Regions from separate parts of the Sus scrofa genome. Here region 1 is linked to region 2. A link is a contact called in public HiChIP or PLAC-seq data. All regions are on one chromosome and are shown on one strand. Each heading gives the region's core, a stretch centred on a gene start, on an enhancer-like site or on the middle of the called end of the contact. The rest is flanking DNA. Distances are from core to core; before and after follow the strand shown.

Evidence for each region. HiChIP or PLAC-seq counts read pairs in DNA pulled down with a chosen protein or histone mark.
Region 1: an H3K27ac HiChIP or PLAC-seq map of skeletal muscle shows a contact between it and region 2, with 5 times the contacts expected there. The contact joins two enhancer-like sites. A contact is called at or near these places in 2 of 47 Hi-C or Micro-C datasets (embryonic fibroblasts and fibroblasts) and 1 of 2 datasets of contacts at active chromatin or transcription factors (skeletal muscle).

The regions. Positions count from the first base shown.
Region 1 is chr11:10,058,046-10,064,758 of Sscrofa11.1, reverse strand. All of the region lies in intron 3 of LOC106507939, which reads right to left. Among named protein-coding and RNA genes, the nearest start is that of RFC3, 85 kb to the left of the region's middle. Within about 2 kb of position 1,453, at least 21 of the 83 cell types and tissues checked have an H3K27ac peak or open chromatin away from gene starts, as enhancers often do. A contact at or near this core is called in skeletal muscle, where this site is marked.
Region 2 is chr11:9,686,746-9,693,884 of Sscrofa11.1, reverse strand. All of the region lies in intron 1 of STARD13 (stAR-related lipid transfer protein 13), which reads left to right. Among named protein-coding and RNA genes, the nearest start is that of STARD13, 48 kb to the left of the region's middle. Within about 2 kb of position 2,949, at least 68 of the 83 cell types and tissues checked have an H3K27ac peak or open chromatin away from gene starts, as enhancers often do. A contact at or near this core is called in skeletal muscle, where this site is marked.

The DNA of each region.
Region 1 (6,713 bases), core at 204-2,703, 370 kb before region 2:
TACAATTTGTATAAATCAGATTGTTATTTAATTGGAATGCATAATATAAAAAATTTTATCCAAATAATAGAAATACTGCCTAACCAAATACTCTACTCGTGTGATCTTTTCACCAGAAAGAACATGTCTAATGAAGGGAGGTTTTTTCCTTATTTGTAGTCTTCATTCAAAGTTATTATCTCTGCACAGTAAATGTATACTCTAGTCCGAGGTGCTACACTGCCGCCCAGGAGCCCTGCAGGCAGATCGCTGGGTCCATGATAAACAAACTTAGAGGAAAAACCCTGACAAACTTAGAAGATAAAAATCCCCCTTTGCAACTAAAACGGACATAACTGAGCCTTCTGCAGGACTTTCTAGCTAAGATTTTCTGCATGATCAGTCCCAGAAAGACCCTGAAGTTTGCTATTTTCTAGTCCTGTAACTTCCTATCCCATACTCATGTGTAGGTTGTAAGGACTCAGACTCAACTTTCCAGATGACTTCAGGGACAAAGAATTGCTCATTTGTTATATACCAATCTTGACATTTCAAATTGTGATTGAAAACAATCTTCTTTAATTAACTATGTTGATTCTGGTGAAAAGATCAGACAAGAGTAGCATATTTAGTTGGGCAATATTTCTATTTTAGTGTCTTTTTAACTATAGTCTTTCAGTCCCAAGTTGATATACATATATTAATTTCTCAGCTTGCCCCATAGAGAAGGTACAAATATAAATAAAACTCTACAACTCTACTTGGAAAATAAAGATTTTACCCACAACACAACTCTTTTACTCATATTACCCATCGTGAAAAATCCTTTTGTCCCTTTAATGGGCAAATACATTATTTAAAAGCTACCTGCTCAAATGTGGGAGAATCTTTATAGAAGTGTTAAATCACAATTAGCATTAAATATACATTTACCTTCAAGTATTCTGAAATTAAAACTGACTGTAATGTTTTCCTCTAAAGTACACGCTAAAGCATTCTGCTTGCCTAGGCTTTTACTAATATATGTTTTTTTCTGCTCTTCCATTTTCCAACTACCTTTTATATTACATATATAATATTTAGTATATAGATATATTTAACAGATATTTAATAGATAATAAGTTTAATATATATAAATTTTACAGGAGAAAATTATAGGAAGGTAGTGGACAGAAGAGTCTTCCCAGGGGATTGGTGCAGTAATGCTTTCAGCACAGAGAAGAGGGGAGGGGTCTCCTTTTCTTTTTTTTTGTCTTTTTACCTTTTCTAGGGCCGCTCCCATGGCAGCTCATGGCAGCTCATGGCAACGCGGGATCGTTAACCCACAACCTCATGAGGAAGGCCAGGGATCAAACCCACAATCTCATGGTTCCTAGTCAGGTTCATTAACCACTGCACCTTGACGGGAACTCCATACTGCATCCTGCTCCCTTCTCACCTAAGCTTTTGTCCTGCTAGAGGTAAATTCTCCCTGGAGCACAACACAAGGTGGTGCTGTTGTATTTATGCTAAACCAGCTGCAGGCCCAGCCACTAAGGCTATCTATAGATTTGATCTGAAAGTATTAAGTGCCAAAGGAGGGGGGGTGGAACTGGGTTTTGCATATGTAAGTGTCTATCCTGTAGTTATCCCTTCAGATAAGAAAAGCTGAGTTGAAAGAAGGAGGAGGAGTGTAGGTTTCTTCCATCTTCGGAAGCTTCTGGGGAAACCATCTTAACAAAACAAAGTGAAAGTGCCAATGGGTTCCTTTGTTACTAAATTACAGAAGCCTAGAAATATTAAGATCTTATCTAATCCATTACTCTGTTTTTTTATATGATTTCATATATTAAATTATCAGCCAATTAAACTTTTCCTTTGTTTTTAAAATTTCCCAGGGAAGGGGAAAAGGCAAATTAACATTCCCTAGTGTCAATCCCTTCCTCTGTCCCTGGGGTCGGATTGTCCCACTCCTCTCTGCACAAGGGATGGAGAGGATTTCATCAGCAGGCCAGATAATGAGGGGCAAAAAAAGACTGGAAATCAGGGAGCTTGGATTCTCCTCCCTCACTGGACCCACGACAGAGTCCTCAGATTCAGCATCTCCGAAGTGAAAAGGCTGGACTAGCATTTATGGTTTCCACAAATACTTGCATCAGAAAATCACCTGGGAAAGGCAGCTTACAAAATCCTTCCATCGGAAAATCCAGGGTGGGGCCTAGAAATTGTAATTAAAAAATAAAAACCAGAGGTCTTCCCCCTTTTTGCCTATCTGAAGATAGAGAAATTAGATATAAATTCATAGGCAGGCAGCCCTGCATGGGTCTAATGACTGGTAAGTAGGCAGCACTAGATTAACTCTGTTAACTCTTAAATCCCATCTGGCTTTAAAATGTTCAGTCATCCTTAACACAAAAGCCCCTGAAAAATAAAAGTAAATGGTACCAGATCCAAAGTAACTTTCTCTTGAATTGTATTCCCCGCCTTTTGAGCAATTTGTTATGTGTAGATCTAAAAGTGTTTTCTAAATTTTTCATATCTGTGAAAATGGGAGGAACAGAACTATCACCATGGTAAAAATGCAATAATACTTCCTACCTGCTATTTTATTTTGCTATAATTGTAACTACGAATTGGTTGAGAGTTATGAAAATAGTACTTTCACCATTCAGTTTTTATTTGTATAAAACTGGAAAGTTAAGAAGCTGGTCAAATAATTGGCCAGTATATAAGTTAATTTATAAGTCACATTGTGGCAAATTCAGATATATAGGAGTCACTTACAAAAAATCCTCTAGGAAAATTTGGCTTTCTGAGGCTTTTAGACTTTGTCTAGTTTAGCAACGTGAAATTCAGAAACAACACAATTCAGGTCATTAACATCCCAACTCTCATCTGAAAGAATCAGATAATTGAAGCAACATTTGTTTACTCTAGTTTATAGCATCGAGGTAATTGATTCTGCTTTCCATCTCCCCTTGCTAATGTAATGTGCCCTCAATGTTATTTGTGAAGTAAATCGATTAGGAAATTTGGCTCACATATGCAACTCTTGCATATGGGTAATTATTCCAGCAAAAAGAAACATATTTGTAGTCTTTGTAAGGAATAGCCTTAGTGCCACTTTCAAATATTTTGTTCTTATCACTTGTAGTTTAAAAGCTATTTACAGATCTTGGAGTTCCCATTGTGGCGAAGTGGTTAACGAATCTGACTAGGAACCATGAGGTTGTAGGTTTGATCCCTGGCCTCGCTCAGTGGGTTAAGGATACGGCCTTACCGTGAGCTGTGGTATAGTTCGAAGACACAGCTTGGATCCTGCACTGCTGTGGCTGTGGTGTAGGCCAGTGGCTATGGCTCTGATTAGACCCCTGGCCTGGGAACCTCCATATGCCACGGGTGCGACCCGAGAAAAGAAAAAAGACCAAAAAAAAAAAAAAAAAAGGCTATTTACAGATCTAATTAATTTGTTCCTCAGCAATCTTAAGTTTACTATTTCCAACCAATGGATTGAATGAATAAAACAATGTCTGGAGCCACAATCAGCATTCAGTTAAATGTTAAAGTCAGTCAGTGTTGTCGGAGCTAAACTCAGTTAAATGCCATGTAGGTAATCTGTCCATTGGATCTTTCAAACCACCTCTCAAAATACGTCCCAGCTACCAGTGTTTATCAGTTACAAATTTCCATATTCCTCTGCTGCTCAGTCACGCTGCTCTGAATTATATCTAAGTCCATGTCTTGTGATTCTCAGTATAATTACATCTGCTTCTCCCTGATTTTTCATGAGCTTGTTTCATCCTTTTGAGATGGCTTATGAATGCATTTGTCCCCTCCATCAGAAGGACACCAGCCCTGCAGCTCTGTCTCACTGTGACTCCCAAGCCCCAGTGAATAAAAATAGCCTTATGTCCTCTGGAGTTCTCTGAACCATTTAGGAAAAAAGAATGCCTGTCAAGGAATCACTATCACTTGTAATGTCCTCTCCAAAAGACAGCTTAGAACTATTTGTGACCTCATGAACTACAAAAGAAAAGAATATATGCTCAGAACAATATAGCTTTTCTCTATTGTACAGCCATGGCTTCTTGGAGCCCCAGGGATTTTTGCTGCTGGACTTGGCCTGGTCGTGTAGAGGCATTGTGCATGAGGAAATCAGCTGCTGCCTCAGTGGTTAATGTGCAATTACTCTGCATTTTGAACCTGGTTGTCTGCTTTTGCTGCCATTACTACAGCTGCTTCTGGAAGACTCAGGGTGTTCTTGCCCTGGACACTGAAAACCTAGCTCCTTCTTTACCCAGAACCCATTCTCTGTGTCATGGAGGAACTGGGAGCCACAGTATAAGACGCAGTTCTTCACTCAGCAGTTCTGTAGCTCTGTCCTCCATCAAGTTCCTGAACTTCTCTGATCTTGAGAAGCTCCACCTCTAAACTGGAAACCGTATCTACCTCCCAGTAGATAACAGTTAACTATTCTCCAAAGCGGAACACTATGACCGCAGTGCATAAATGGTGTGTTGCTGCACAGATGTGAGAAACTGTTAAACACTGATTATTGAGAGCAGCAGCCTCCAACCGGGAGCCCCCAACTTCAGGGCTCCCCGGCAATCAAGTGAGGCATGGTGAGAGAATGTTAGAACTTTATAACCATGTGTAATTTTAAAAAATCGAGATGATATTAAGGCTTCACAATATTTAGGAAATGAAGTTGATGCCTTCTCTAACCTGCATCTGAAATGGTCATGGGACTTGGTACATGAGATAATTTGAGGCGCCACAACAGAATGGTGCTGGCAGAGCCCTCACACATCTGTATGCATTCTGTGCATGGCAGCATGCTGCAGTTTGCGCATGTCCTGGGAGGATGGCAGAACAATGCTCTTTTCCCCCAACTGCCCCGGAGTCCCTGGAAACTGTGAATAGGTTACCTCACATGGCAAAAGGAACTTTGCCAATCTGATTAAGGATCTTGAGATGGGGAGATTATCTGAGTGAATCCAATATAATCACCAAGGCCCTTATAATAAATGAGGCAGGAAGGCAGGACGGTCTCAGTGAGAGATGTGACAAGAGGATACAGTGATGTGGCTGCCAGAGGGGCCACAGGCCCAGGAATGTGGCAGCCTCTTGATGCTGGAACAGTCAGGGAAACATAATCGCCTCCCTAAGGAACACATCCCAGTCTACGCCTTGATGTTAACTCAGGGAGACCCATTTTAGGCTTCTGTCCTCCACAACGTAAAATAATAAATTTGTCTTGTTTAAGACACTAAATTTGTGGCCCCCGAAATTTGCTAACTTGCTGTGTTAAGTGGGTTTGCGGATTCTATTATCAAGTTTTACCTGCAAATAGACAAATGTCCTCTAAAGTGATCTCTGCACAAAAAGTGTTGTTCAAGACCGCTCTAATGCTGCAGATGGAAGAGAACAACAAGAAACTGGCAGGGCTGAATTCACTTTGCTCCTCAGCTCATTTTGAAGTGAAAGCAGTGATGGTCTAACATATTTAATCCTATTGTTTCACTATAACAAATTTTGTAACACTTTAACAAATTTATAAATGTTTTTTATATCATGAATACATAAAGTAACAGTAATAAAATATTACTTTCAACATATGTATTTTATATCTATTATATCATTGTAGTGAGCCTTTTGACTTTGAGAGAATTGTAGACTCACATATAATTATAAGAAATAATACAGAGAGATCCCCAGGTACCTGAATCTTGTTTTCCCCAAAGGCAATGTCTTACTTAACTACAGGGTAATATCACAACTGGGAGACTGACCTTGAGACCATGCACTGACCTTATTCAGTATTCACCAGTTTTACACGCATTCATGTGTATATGTATATTTAGTTGCATGCAATTTTATCACTTGTGCAGATTCATGTACCACCATCGCAGTCAAGTTATAGAATAATTCCATCCGTCATGCTACCATTTACAGTCATCTCCATGTCCCTCCTGACGTCCTCCTAACCTTTAGCAGCCAGTTATCTTGTTTTTCACCTCTATGATTTTGTCATTTCAAAAACATTATATGAATGGAACAATTTAGCATATAATCTTTTTTTTTCCACTTAGTTTTTTCACTGGCTTTTTTTTTCACTTAGCAAACTTTCCTTAGCATCCATTCAAGTTATAGCTATACTAGTTTTTTTTTTTTTAATACTGTTGCTGTACCAAATTACCCCAGATTCAGCCACTTAACACAAATATCACATCATATTTCTGAAGGTTAAAAGTCCAGGAACGGATCAGTTGGACTTCTGCTTAGAATCTCACAAGGCCTAACTCAAGGCCATGTTCCTTTCTGGAGTCTCTGGGGATGAAGTGGTTCCAAGCTCATTCAAGCTGTTGGCCAAATTCAGTTTCTGGCGCTTGTAGGACAGAGGTCCCAATTTCCACACTGGCTGTCAGCTGGAATCCATCTTTACTTGAGAGCCTGCCTGCATCCTTGTCATGCTTTCCATGTGGCCTCCCCCAGCAACAGCAGATGAGTCCCTCTCATGCTTGGCTACAGCTGCTGGCCTATGCCACAACCACAGCAACTCTGGATCTGAGCCGCATCTGTGACCTACACCACAGCCCATGACAATGCCGGATCCTTAACCCACTGAGCAAGGCCAGGAATCAGACCTGCGTCCTTATGGATACTAGTTGGGTTCATTAACCACTGAGCCACGATGAGAACTCCCAGGAGTCCTATTTCTGAGTCATATATGGCAAGTTTGATTTTATCAGGAA
Region 2 (7,139 bases), core at 1,700-4,199:
AAAGTGTCGTCAGCTTGGAGAGCAACAGAGGCTCTACACTTGGCTGCTTTATCACCTGGGGCAATGCTTCACCTCTGGGATCTTAATTTCCTTCTCCACAAAACAGGATTGCACAAAGGGTTTCCATGGAGATCAATTAAAGACATGAAATGTGAATAGCACCAGGCTTAGCATCCAGTAGGTGCTTGACGTCCTTAGCCACTCTTCCCTTTCCATTCCCCTGGTAATTATACTTGTTGACGTTCTCAATATTCATCTGTTATCTCATCCCTGAAAGAGTCTTGAGTGAAGATTGTTCTTGACCAAATTAGGAAAGAGGAAAAGTAGGTGAAAACTAAGTACCAACCATTTTCCTCATTTATGAAGGACTTGGAAAGGAAGAAATCCAGCATCATTCTTAGGTTTTCAGCGCGCCCTCCCTCCTTCACCAGTGAAAAGGAAGAGCTCTCTTCTTGAGATGCATGGAGGACATTTCAGCCCAAGGAAGATTATCAGCAGTTTCTCAATTTTATATTTGCAACAAGCAGGCCAGAACTGCCCACCCAGTGGTAAGTCTTCTAACACTGCGACCAAATGATGATTTCAAAAAATCATTGAAAGGGCTCAGGTTTCATAGCAATTAGCATAAAACAAGGCATTAGTGATGCTAACGGGGAAGTAATGCTACCTTTCTGCTTTAAATATGGTATTTTGAGTACAGAAAATGGCAAAGCCGTGGTGAGCAATTGCATGGATTTACAGATACTACTTGAACCATAAAATACAAGTTGGACATGACATAGGGAAGACAGAGATGTTGACATATGCTCCTTCATAGATCCCTTTATTAAAGCTCAGACCGATTTTGGGGGGAAAAACGGGCTTTTCTAAGTTGTCTTTCTTTTAAACAAATCCCCCCCCCAATTTACGTTCAAGTTTCCTTCTTCATTGCCATCGCCTGTGAAATACTACACTTCACAGTATCTGTATCTGTTGATATATGTACCAAAGAATACATCTGCATGATCTTAATGTTTTCAGAACAAAACACCTCAGGTCCTTCAACGTGTTCCTGTGTTCACTATTGAGCAAAAAAAGGGGCATTGTGATTTTCATTTAGTAACCTGAGGTACACTGCAGGGCTTCTCAGGAAGCATCTTTCCGTTTATTTCTAAAACTCAGCCAAGTCAGTATTGAATTTCGAGGTTGGCGTTGGGAAAGGTCAGTCTTTCTTTAAGTGTTATTCACAGCTAAAAAACACCTGTGTGGTATTTCCTGCCTTTTGCTTCCCTTTGCTTGGCTTCCCAGAATATATCCAAAGTTCCCAAGTTCCATCCTTCTTTCTCGCTCTACTCTTCTTCTATACTCTTCCATTGCAAAGGGATAACTGCCAGGTGTTTGCAACAGCGAGTCGTCACCATTGGACATCAAGCCAAAAGCATGTGTATGAGGTGGCTGGCATCAGCATCGGCATGACACGGTAGCCAGTGCTGGATCTGGGCTTGGGGAGTGGGCCTCACAAGCATCTAAACTGCAGTAGGGTACTAAGCCTGTCTGCCAGTAATGCCCATGCTTCTGGCACATCCAGAGGCACCAGATCTCAGATCCCTCTCACCATGCACAAAAGGTCCTCTGGAATAGAAAAACTATGATCAAGGGCTGATGAAAAATGGAAAAGGAACAACAGGACCCAGTGCATCTTTCCTTTCCTTTCCTGCATCAGAGCTGACTTGAAAACCTGACCCTTACTTATTTTTGCATGGTGATTAGAAGAGGCTCTCAAGTGCAGGGAGAGAGGGAGGGAGAGAGAGGGAGAAGAACAGAGAGAGAAAGAAGAGTCCATTGTAGCCCTGGGAGTCTTTATTCATGTGCTCATTTACCTAGTAAGATATTTACGCGAAATGAGCTGCTTCTCAGAAGTGCAGAAATTCCGCAGGTGTTGGGGCTGACCACAGTTAGCCATAGCACCAAGAATCAAGATCCTAATTTAAGTCCTGTTGAACTTCCAATCGAGAGTTTTTCATTATTGGGATTCTAAATTCCAGGCCCGGCTGTGTTTCAGTTTGAATCTACCAAATATAAGAACAACTTGGCCACATGCCTCTTTTCCAAATAACTTTATTCCTTCAGCCCCAGGCTCAGAATTCAATAACATTTTCTATAGATTTTTTTTTTCTCTTCACATCAAACAATATTAAAGAGAAAAAATAGGGGGGAAATGCTGATTACTCCCACATGTACACTCGGATATGGCCAAGTGGAATCACTCGCAGTTTCCTTAAACACACACTCTGGTTTCCCCTGTCCATATATGTGGGCACAGACCCTCCTCAGCCCCTGCCTGTCAGAATCCCACCCATTTCTTAAAAGCCCACCCAGATGTCTCTTTCTCTGTGTGGCCTGCTCTCATCATCACCCCAGTCAAAAGTAATAATACTCCCCTTTAATATTGTTCTTAGGTCTTTTTTTGAGGCCCTTTCACATAAGGCCTGCATTATACCCTTTTGCACAACTTCTCTACTGATCCCAAGCAGCTTGGCCACAGCAGCTTTGCATGAATCTGCATCTTTACTGTGATTCCCGCAGTGTCTTAAATGGAATAGGCACTTGAAGAGTATTCTTCTTCTGGCTGATTAATAATTGAGGAAGTAGAAGATTTTAAAGGGGAAGATACTTAAATATGTTGATGCCCTCGCCTGTGCCAGTTTCATCTGTAAGAGCTCTCAGCTTCCCATGCAGGTCAGGGGCCTGGAGTGCATTTCCTCCGGGCATTAAAGGACTGGAAGTGTACTTTTCCCTGGAAAAGCTTTATCCATTTCTTTTGTAATGAAGTGTGGTCATTTATCCTCAGCTGTTTATGCTTATTGGAAGTAGTTTTTCATTTAAATCGTGTATCACACCCATCTCTGTACCTCGCTGCAGCTGCCTTGGAGAAGGCGGGTGTGCTTTCTCTATCGTTTACAGCTGGAACGATTTCCTGTGCCCAGGGCTTAGTTTTCTTCTGTTGCCCTTTCTCCTCTCCCTCAGCTCTTTCAGTGAGTGCAGCTTCTCGGGGCTTAGTCACTTCGGAGGCAGGGCAGGAGCCTTCGCTTCCCGCGCAGTCGGGGACCCGAGCCCCTGGAGCAAGGTCTCTCCGGGGCTCCGGCAGCCGACGGCGTACGGGCTCATCTCCTGCCCGCCTCTGATTGGCTCCGCGGGGTCACGTGAGGCCCAGGAGGGGAGGTTGGAATTCTGAGTTGTGGCTTTTGGCACTCCTTTTCTTTTTAAAAATCGCTGGGTCTGTTGAGCTCTGCTGGGCTGGGTGCCTTGCACCGTGACTGAGACTGGAGGCAGACGGAAACAGCCACAGGGCAGACTGAGGTGGCAAACGAAAATCTGCCGGGATGTTCAGTCAGGGACCCAGGACCCCAGCTTCAGGCTGCTACTATCTAAATGCCCTGACACCTGAGAGCCAGGAGATGTATTTGCGATTTGATCAGACTGCGAGGCGCTCTCCTTACAGGATGAGCCGGATTCTAGCACGCCATCAGCTAGTGACTAAAATTCAACAAGGTGAGTCGCCGGCAGTGGAAGGCTGTTGCTAATTCTGATTTCTGTTGGCTCTCTTTCGTGCTAACGCAGTTTTGAAAGCTGTTTTCACTTTACATTGTATGGGTTTCTCTGCCACGCTGCACCTAACTTTGAGAAGTAGCTTCAGGCTGCAGTTTTAAGCAAACAGTGACAGCGCTTAGCTGCCACATAACTCAACATTAAGTCCACAAAAACCTTCACGGCAGGACAGCGAATCATAAATTTCCAAAACTACGTATATGTCTACAGAATAAATGAGACAGGTTTCCTCGGTGTGTATTTTAGGCGCTTCTCTGAAGGTTCCTCACACCCTGTCATGTTTAAAACTTAGACACTGGTTTATTTAAGGGGGGCGGGGGGGAGCGGAGGACTAGCTTCACCCTGCCCAGATTCTTTACAATACTCTTACCTGACAGGAGAAAGTTAAAATTCTGTTCTTAAAGCCCTTGGGCTGACAATCAGAATCACATTCTCTGCCTCTTTGCCTGTTTACGTCAGGAGTTGCCACTGATTTGTTGATACTGTTTTTCTGGTAAAGGATAAGCTTGTCTGCTAACTTCAAAACAAATCTTGTGACAGGAGCATCAGCTGCATAAGGCAGAGAGGAGAGGAAAATTGATTACAAGCTATTGGGTGTTCCTTTTTATTCTGGGGGTGGGGGGATTACTAAAACTCATTATTCTCTGGTAATAGTTTAAAACATGCCCCTTATCTTAGGGTACGTTTGTAGAAACTAGAAAGGTGAACCTTCCTAAGAAAAAGACATATACCCACGCATACCCCCACATACATAATAAGTTTATGAAGTTTATAACCACCCACTCCCAGGCTAACTAAATAACTAAATTATTATATCGGTGATACATAACCACCAATGACCAGGATTTTCTAGAGCCATTATAAAAATAAATTTCCACTTAAATAAATGAGTTTAAGATTATATTTAATTTTAGAAGGGAAGTTGGAGTTCGTAATCATGAAAATCTTATTGTAATGTTTCCAAAAGGAACAATATGTATTCTAGTGAGCAGCATTTGATGAGATTGTTTCCTTGGAAATTGGGATTTGTTTTTAAAGGTTCAGGAACTGGATATGTGTGAAGGATACTGGTCCTACATACCAGTCTGATTTCAGGAAGGATATTATGTCATTCCATAAACTCTCTGTGTGCAGGTCTTGATTGAATAGAAACAAAAGTAATTATTTCCCTGTGGCTTGATTTAAAAATACATTAGGCTTAGAATAAAAACCAGCTCCATTTTAGTTTCAGGGCTGTGTGACAACAGTGCTTGACCAGATGCCATCATCGTTATGGACGTGGGGGCTCGAGGAACGTTGGATGATGATTTATAGTCTGCACCCTGTAGGTGTTCCTCGGCATACGTGTAGAGTGTATTGTGTCAGACAGCGCATGCAGATAGTTTGGAATATCTTTGACAGTCTCCTTAAGTGAATTTACAGGGGTTGATTTTGTTAAAAATTACTTGTGTTCTTTTTGGAATGAAGATTATTTTTCCATCGAAGACTTGCAGTTATGAAGGAGCACATGCACGGTCATCGAATGTGTATTCTGTGTCTATGTTTCATGTTGCCTCATTAGAAAGTCTGAGCATCCTCCCTATTTGATGTTGGGCAGTGGAACCTTGGAAGCTCAGGAATGCCTAAAAATGAAGTGACAATTAGCATCATAGGGAAGTCTGAAAAAAATTCCAACAGTCCAGTGATTAGGAACTCATTATTTGTTAATAGCATACAATTGTATCATAAGACATTGAGAGAGCAGAAGCAAAATGATTTGACTGGGTTTACTGTATGCGTAGATTGCTTACTGTAATAGTAGAAGATACTGATCGATTATTTACAGTTTGTGCACTGCTCTGAGAGCTTTGCATATATATGTCCATTTATTTTATCCTCAAAAAACAAATTCTTGCAGGTGAGTACTATTATTATATCAATTTTAAAGGCGTGAAAACAGAAATACGTAGAGTTCAAATAACTTCTCCAAGGCCACATAGTAGGAGCTGGTATTTGAATGTATCTCTAGAGACTGTGCTCAATAATACCCATTTTTCTGGTTTGTTTTTATATTGAGTATTAAACTACTGAACCTTTGGTTTCTGAATAATGTAATATCTCTGTCTTTTCCACTCAGGGTATAGCAATGAACCATATCACAGATTTAAACTGGTCACTTAACTGTGAGATTTTCAATCTGGTCTTATTTCTTTTTTGAAAGTAAAGTGCTGTGTGGTTTACCTTAGCCCTTGAAGAGTTAGTACCCAGTAATACACAATGTCAGATTATTTTACTAATGGCCTATAAGCATTCAATTAAAACTTATCAAGTGCATATTAAATTAATAACACTATTATTTTTGGTAGTTCACATATCGGTATCTTAAAATAACAACCACATCTGTAAAACTGTTTGCATTACTCTGCCATACATCTCTCAAGGAAGATTTAGCATTATATTAAGATAATGTGGGGACATCAAAACTTAGTCTTTCATGGCTGTTGGGAACAGTGCAAACAAGTGTAAGTTGCTCTTCACTGACCTCATTACAGTGAGATAATCACTGAATGACATGGACATGATTCAACAGCAGATCCACTCATGGGAAGGAAAAACAAGGAGGAGAAATAAAGGCATCTTTGATGATGCATAGGATCAGAATTAGTTGCTCAAACTCAGGATGAATCTAAACTTGCTCATCTTAGGGTATGCTCCAAAATATACTTGCATCATTTCTCTAGCCATCTTTTTAGTTCTGGAGTTTTAAGTACAGTTAAAAAGAGAAGAGCTATGTAAAATAGAATGCTGTTTTGCAGAGTGAAAGCTTATCACACAAGTCATACTGCCCATAATCCTCACCCCACAGTCTTGCTGAATCAATGGGGAAATTGTTGTAGGAAGAGAGAATGGGAATAATAAGGGTCCTTATGTCCCTCACAGGCAGGCAATTGGGATGGACGGGAGGGAGGATGCCGAGGAAGTGGAGGAAAAGCATGTGAGGCTGCCGAAAGGGAGAACTGGGATCTTGTGTCATTAGATAGCTGCATGTGCACGCACACAAATTATTTGGAAAATCCAAATTTAAGCAGATGCGCAAATGGGATTGCTTTGTGAAAGAACTGATCCTGCTATTAACTTTTAAAAAATATTTTGAATGCTTTAAACATGCATAATATGGACCAGATTCCAATAAAGTCCACTGAATTATTGGGGGGAAGGGGAAGAGAGAGACAGCGATGCAGGCTCTCTTCAGACACTCTCCTTTTACTGTGGCAAGTTTTGGGACTTCACTGGGCCTTCATTTTCTGATGAGAAAATAAGATGGTCAGACTATGATTGCTCATTCTGGTTCTCAAGGTCTCCCTGCAGTTGAGTCACTAACTCCTTGGACAAGGGTGTGTAAAGCAGGGAAGCTGAACACGAAAGTAACAGAAGCTAAAAAGGAAACAGAGTAGCTGTCTAATGTAGAATAAATCAGTGGCTTGGAATTTTTCTGTCTGGTCAAGGAAATGGTAAAGTAGGTACCAGATTTTAGTTCTACTTCTGATGCTAATTTTGTGATCTGGAGCAAG